Regions from separate parts of the Astyanax mexicanus genome. Here region 2 is linked to region 1. The links are chromatin contacts, called in public Hi-C maps. All regions are on one chromosome and are shown on one strand. The core of a region is the stretch at or near the end of the contact, and the rest is flanking DNA. Distances in the headings are between cores, read along the strand shown.

The links. Hi-C and Micro-C count contacts between places; a contact is called where the count stands out from the background.
Region 2: a contact with region 1 is called in a Hi-C map of muscle, with 11 times the contacts expected there. The contact joins the promoter of ppwd1 here to the promoter of cwc27 in region 1. A contact is called at or near these places in 2 of 3 Hi-C or Micro-C datasets (both in muscle).

The regions. Positions count from the first base shown.
Region 1 is chr20:22,656,623-22,660,291 of AstMex3_surface, forward strand. cwc27 (CWC27 spliceosome associated cyclophilin) reads left to right here and starts at 1,788. Exons shown (of 15, transcript XM_049468458.1): 1 at 1,788-1,915; 2 at 3,374-3,451. The coding sequence starts at 3,410. srek1ip1 (SREK1-interacting protein 1) reads right to left here and starts at 1,923. Exons shown (of 5, transcript XM_007255008.4): 1 at 1,798-1,923; 2 at 200-247; 3 at 1-84. The coding sequence starts at 1,810.
Region 2 is chr20:22,824,454-22,828,122 of AstMex3_surface, forward strand. ppwd1 (peptidylprolyl isomerase domain and WD repeat containing 1) reads left to right here and starts at 1,610. Exons shown (of 11, transcript XM_022681198.2): 1 at 1,610-1,782; 2 at 2,934-3,036; 3 at 3,380-3,483; 4 at 3,654-3,669. The coding sequence starts at 1,659.

The DNA of each region.
Region 1 (3,669 bases), core at 538-3,037:
TGCTTGTGCTGCTAACGTCCAAAACGATGTCCTTCCTGGGGTCCACTCGCACAAAGTTACGACACTCGAACGTCAGGTGACCCGCTGGCAAAGTAAGGAAATCATTTGTTTTGCAACAATAAAGAATTACAGTAATAATGCTAATTAAAAGCTGAATACAAAGTAAATATGATCCAAACGGATCATTCTCAATACTTACGATAGCCACATCTTTTACATCCAGCTCGAATATTATCCTTATTAACACCTGTTTAAAAAACAATTATAAACCCATTAGTAAAGATATGCAGTACTAGTCAAAAGTTTTAATACACCACAATTGTTTAATTGTCCAGAATATCTTTGGACTTTATAACTTGTTTGACAGTAGACCAACACCAGCAGATGACATGCCTCTCCAAACCATTACTGATTGTGGAAATGTCACAGTAGATCTCAAGACTGTGTGTCTCTTCACTCTTCCTCCAGACTCTGGTCCCTTGTTTTCCAAAATGAAATGCAAAATTTACTGATGATCAGTGATGGTTTGGAGAGTCATGTCATCTGCTGGTGTTGGTCCACTGTGTTTTATTATCCAAGTCCAAAGTCAGTGCAGTGTTTTCCCAGAAAATCTTACAGCACTTCATGCTTCCCTCTGCTCATAACTTTTATGGAGATGCAGATTTCATTATCCAGCAGGACTTGGCACACTGCCCACATTGCCAAAAGTACCAATTGGTCTTTTATAATATTTTAATTTTCTAAGATATTGACTGTTGGGGTTTTCATTGGATGCAAGCCATAATCATCAATACATCTATATTATATATGAGCTTTAAATTTTGAACTAAATTACAGAAATATAGTAACTTTTCATTGAAATTTTTATTTTGATGCACTAGTATATGTACAGCTCTGGAGAAAGACCACTTAAAAATGATGAGTTTCTTTAATTTTACCAAATTGAAAACGCAAGATGGATGATCGCAAGCCATCAAACCAAGCGAAACTGATCCAACCCCAACTGCGAAACTGCTTGACTTTTTTGCAGCAGGAGTGGCATTAAGTTAAACAAAAGCAGTGTGTAAGACTGTGCATGAAAAATGTGATTAAAAACCAGTGTTATTCCACCAAATATTGATTTCTGAACTCTTAAAACTTTATGAATATAAACTTGTTTTCTTTGCATTATTTAATAATTTCTTTGCATTTTATTTGGAAGCAATGTTGTCTGTAGTTTATAGAATAATTTTGCTCAAACATATACCTATAAATAGCAAAATCAGAGAAACTGATTCAGAAACGGAAGTGGTCTCTCCAGAGCTGTATATACGCACTAGCGATGAAATAGTGAACGTTTATTTAACGTTTTTTTTGCTGAATATGGTAACGTTAACTAACTAGTGAGCTGGCTAGTTATCTAGCTAACCTAGCTTTACATAGTTGCTGTGAGAACAAAAGCTATTTAAGATAACCTAGCTATTTAACTAAAAGGGATTTTTTAACAAGGCAACGTTTAAATGACACCGTGCAACATTCATATATGTATTTAATAAATATGATCAAAACTAGTGCGCTAACTAGCATCAGTAGTTAGGTTAACTAGCTTAGCTCAGCTAGTTAGTTAGTTAATAGTTATCTTAGCTACATATAGTTTTGTATAGGAGCTGCTACTGTAAGCCTAGCTAAGCTAAGCTAAGCTAAGCTAACCTAGTACTGTTCCAGAATGTTCCGGGCGCGCGCTTCCCGCCAAAACAGGAACAAACGGGGTAAACCAGCTAATCTAAGCTAGTCAGATCTGTAGCTAGTTTTACATACCTGGAACAGCCATTTCAGCTGAGTATAGAGATTTTAATGTGAAAAAAATGCAGCTCGTCCTCAAAACACAACAACACACACCAGGCTCTTCTCCTTCTTCTTCCTCTAGTAGCTTACGGTGAGCATTACCGCCACCCGCTGAAAGCCGGGGAACTTACACACAGGCGTTTATTCAATATTCCCTTTGGCTCTGATACTGACATTAGGCTGTTATCTATGTTATCAATTTACCTGATAATGTCATACATTTTACTTGTATTAGTCTGTTATCAGTGCATTAGGTTCAGTTAGCACTGCAATAGGCAATAATAATGCCTGATATATGTATAATAATGCACGTATAGTACAGATTGCCTTTAGTCAGCAACTATATTTAAACTATTATTAACATGTTAGATTAAGTATTCTAACTCTGTGCTCCAGGCATTTGAGCTTATTATATAAGAGAAAGTGGAAGATGTGCATCCTAATAGGAGGCGAATATTATGGTAAAAAGCCTGACCCAGCATTATACTCATTATATTTTTCTCCCTATAATGACCCACATGTAAGGTTTGTATGGTTGTTAGCGTTTTGTAGTTTGCCACCAGAGGTCTAAACAAGCACATACACACTTTTGTTTATTCAGATATGCACCACATTAGTGTACTCTCAGTTTAAGTGAATCCCTAATACATAAGTGAGGAGTTGAAGACAGGCACACAAAAACACTAACTGTGTCAGTCCCTCAAGGTCAGGCTCTTTTAAAAACACAGTAGTGTTTCAATTAGCTTTTAAGTAGCATTTAAAGTAGTCTTAATCAGTTAACGTAAATCAGGTTATAAATGAACCCTTATTTTTAAACTTCTCAATGTCACTGCTGGACTGAAATAAGTCTACCAGTTGTTGTGTCCCGTGGGTAATGTATGTAGAAACAAGGAGGTGGTTATGATGGTATTCTTGACCAGTCTTTGATGTGTAATGATAACAATGGTTTTAAAATGTGATATTTTGTTCGTTTTTAATATTAAAAGATTTGTTGGAGAGCCTACCCACTTCCTATAATTTCTATCAGAAAATGACTGTGAATCGCTAGAGGGCACCCGCGAGTGAGATCAAAATAAATGGGGGTGAATGGAGCTAAACCGCTACAACTCAAAATAAAAATAGTAAGGTAATTTTATATATATATATATATATATATATATATATATATATATATATATATATATATATATATACATCTCCGGTACATTCCTTTAATTTTGGAAGTCGGAATAGTGTATTTTGCTAATAAAATATATAGAACTCACCTGTATATTTTATATTTTCTACAGTAAACTCACTTGGGTGCGCCCTCTGGTGGTTAAACAAACCTTTCTATTATAGAGATTCTCTGGCATAACTATCTTGGGCCTCTGAACTGTAGGTTGGTTCGCTAGCTTTAGGTGGCAGCAGTGCGGTTAGCAGTGTTTTTCCCCCAGTCAGGATGTTAAAGAAGGAGAAGTCTAAGCTGGCGGCGGTGTACAGGATTTATTAGAGTGATATTTTATGTTTATGCGAGTTTTTTGCCGTTTATTATCGTTTTTTTTTTCAGTACGGTAGCTGGCGTCCTACTAATACTGCTTCAAACATGAGCAACATATACATCCAGGAGCCTCCGACTAGTGGCAAGGTGCGTAGCCAGGGAGCTAACTAACCTAACCTAGCCTTAGTTCACTGAGTTTTGTTTCTTTAAATATAAAAAATAAATAATATGACGAACAAACAAGGTTATTTCCCAAACACCGCCCTTTAGTGTGTGTTTCTGACTCACTGACTGTCTCAAAAAACTGCACTGTACTGTAACTCTAGTTAGTTACTGGGTTAAGTTAGCTAGCAAAACATAAATAT
Region 2 (3,669 bases), core at 360-2,859, 170 kb after region 1:
GCATGTCCCCCTGCAGTGGCGCGGTGTGGCGCGTGGGGGCGCTCTGCTATAAAAGAGTGGAGGAGTCATTATTATCAAAAACTTTAATTTATTTTTTTCTTTTGGCTATGTCATATTAATATAACCTAACGCTTTTAGACCCTGCATCCATGGATAGAATGGGTTTTCTTTTTTATGTTTTGTTGCAAATAACGCCAATTAAAGCCTATTGTCAACCAGAATTGAACATATAAAAAGACTATTAAAATATTGCAGTTGCTTAGGCTCCTCCTACTGCTTCAGAAACAACAGCAACTCAGACATTAGAGCATGGCTGCACTAGAGCATTTTTTATGTGATTTAGGAAGGTACCCAAGACCCCATATATATATATATATATATATATATATATATATATATATATATATATATATATGTGTGTGTGTGTGTGTGTGTGTGTGTGTGTGTGTAAAATATAATACATACAAGTATGTAAATAATTATCTTCTGTTCTAGTCCCTGTGGGTTTTGCCAAAAGAATAGGAATCTCTGGAGCAGATGCACCCAACATGGCTACTGGCTACTGCACTATTTGAGCTGAACCAATCAAATATTCACAGCAGTGCTACTGATACTATATATATATATATATATATTTTTTTTTTAAGTGTTTTGATTGGGTAATTCTGTACTTTTTGCAGCATATAAAACAGTAGGTTGGTATTCCTAATTTATTTGTTTGTTTGGAAATGTTTGTTTCTTTGTTAATATGTATTTGTATTTGTTATTCATTTGTGTTTGTTTGCTCCTTTAATCTGAGGAATATGAACTAATGTACAGTTAATATGTATGTGAGTTTTATATGATTTATTTAATCAACTTACAAACAACGAACAAATATGTCTATTTATTATCTATTTTTAATAAACCCGTCTGTAAATAAACAAAACACACTCTGTTTTGCTCATTCTTCTTGAGTCTCACTGAAATCCCAACAGGCTAAAAAAAAAACGCATATACCTCCCTGAGGGGCATTAACTAGTTTTGCAGCGACATCTAGTGGTACTCTAGTTATAATGCACCTAGCGGGCATATTTGATCATATTAATACTATTTACTTTTAACCAGTATATTATTTATGCAGTGTGTTTATTAAAGAAGATTTTTGTACAAAATAATTATCTTTGAGCTAGAAGTCATAAACATAGCTGATGAGCAAAAATCTGTCTGGAAAAGCAGCAAATGTGTGTGTAGATAGATAAATAGAAACAGTCACTTAAGTAGTGACCCACTTTTATAGAATACAAACCAAACAATTTTTTAAATACCCTTCAAAAACCCATTTAACATACATATACATGTAAATTTAAGAGAGTTTTTTTATATACAAACTGAGAGATATAAAGAGACAGAGCGTCTTTACCAAATGTTTATTCAGGGGGAAGTTCAGGTGTAAATAACCAGTGATGACTGTTTAAATCAAGTGAGGCCAGATTTTACCTTTTTAATGGAATTACAGAATGCAAAGATCTTTAGAATTGGTGAATCATGCTGTAGGCTGTGTGGTCTGATCAACAGGGGGTTTTACAGCTCCGTACCGAGAGGAGGCGCTGCAGCGGCGGCTGAGCTGACTGACCTCAGTCCGGGAACACGCCGCCGAGGAACGCTGTGTTTGAAACATGGCTGCGGACGCGGAGCGGGAGAGCTCAGAAAACAAGCGAAAACTAGAGGAGGAGGAGGACGGAGATGAAGGCTGGGTCGGCCCCCTGCCCACTGAGGCTGTTCAGACCAAGAAAAGAAAAGGTGAGCTTATTTACCTGAACTGCTTTTATAAAATAAAGACGATTCGGTTAGAGTGATCCAGCTGTAGTTTCCGTTCCACCTTAAATAATGCTGTAGTTTCAGTGCGGCGCTGTATAGACCGGGGCTGGACCAGCTGCAGCTTTTAAGGTGGAATCGATAGATTCAATAAGACGCTAACCATAAGACTTACTTTGTATTTTTGTGTTTTTCTGTTATTGTTATTTACATTTATAACAATTAAGTCTATGCTTTTATGTGATTTTGACACACAAAATTATGTAACCACTAACTTACAGTAGTACCAGTCAAAAGTTTGGACACACGTCTTCTCATTCATTGTGTTTTTTTTTCTTTTTATGATTTTTGACGTAGTAAATTTTATTATTGTTACACTTGCAGAATTAGTCTGTAAACAGAAAGTGTTAAACAGACCAGAATATGTTTTATACTTTAGATCAGGGGTCCCCAACTAGTCTCAGCCATATCGTATCGGACGCAATAATATCGCCAACATTATTTAATATTGTGATCGATATTATATCCAGACATTTTGTACCATAAAACCCACCCCTAATTATCACGTCAGGGTACTACCTTTTTGCTGTTTTCATCAAAAGAAAAAATCACACTGTTCTCATTTCCCATTATATTTCTACTAGAGATAGATTTCTGACCGTATCATTTATTCTACTTTAATCCTGGATGTATGGAGATATATAGAGTGCAATATTAGTATCATGACATTCTGGATAATTGACTTCTGTTACAAATCTGATAAAGTTCTTTTATTGTTTAATATCTCAGTTAGAGGTGTGCTGTATTGTATGCAACAATAAAATTAAAATTAAATTTTGTTGCAAAAGTGTATTCTTGAAATATTTTTGTAATTCAGTGTTTTGTCATTACGCCAAGAGTACTGTTATTGTGAAAATATCATGAAATATTGTGATATTATTTTAGGGCCATATCGCCCACCTCTACTCCAACATTTAAAATGCTAATCTTAAACCTAATTAAATGTCATTCAGCATGTAATATTGAACTTGTTAGGAAACACAGATTGTATTCCTTTAAAAAAAATATATATAAACTTACATAATCACCCAAAATCTAACTTGCTGCATAATCATCCTTTTTTTCCTTATCTGCAGTTCTCGAATATGAAAGAGTGTATCTGGACAACTTGCCTTCCGCAGCCATGTATGAACGCAGCTACATGCACAGAGACATAATCTCCCATATTGCCTGCTCCAAGTAAGTTGTTTTCAACAGGTTTACCTCAAATAGATTTCTGTAAGTTTTTAGTTTTGTAATTTGTTTTGTATTGTTTAGTCTTTAACAAATTTTACTCAGAAATGTATGAAGCTGACTGTTCTGAGTTTGTTGTAAGTCAGTGATTTTAAAGCTTGCTTCCAGCCCACATGTTTTTAAGAACTAGGTAGTACTGCAGGACCCCAGATGAGAAACACTGTCACCGTCATAACTTTTACAATTTTGCTTACACACTGCTAGCAGCTGTCATGCAATATGCACTGCTGTTCCCTTTGAGAGTACAGTATTCACACGTACTAATGTCTTTTATTCTTTATGCCCACAGAACAGACTTTATTATTACAGCAAGTCAAGATGGCCATGTCAAGTTCTGGAAGAAGAAGGAGGATGAGGGAATTGAGTTTGTCAAGCATTTCCGGAGCCACCTGAGTGTGTTGCTTTGGCTTTCAGTTAATGTTTATTGAATTTTTGTGAATATTGCTAAATCAAATTCACTATATATTTAGATGTTTTAACAATACTTCAGTATTGCTCTGAGTTATTGTATGATGATGTAACTGTTCTATAGTTTTTGACCTTGTTAATGTGCTTGTCTCCAGGTGTGATCGAGTGTAT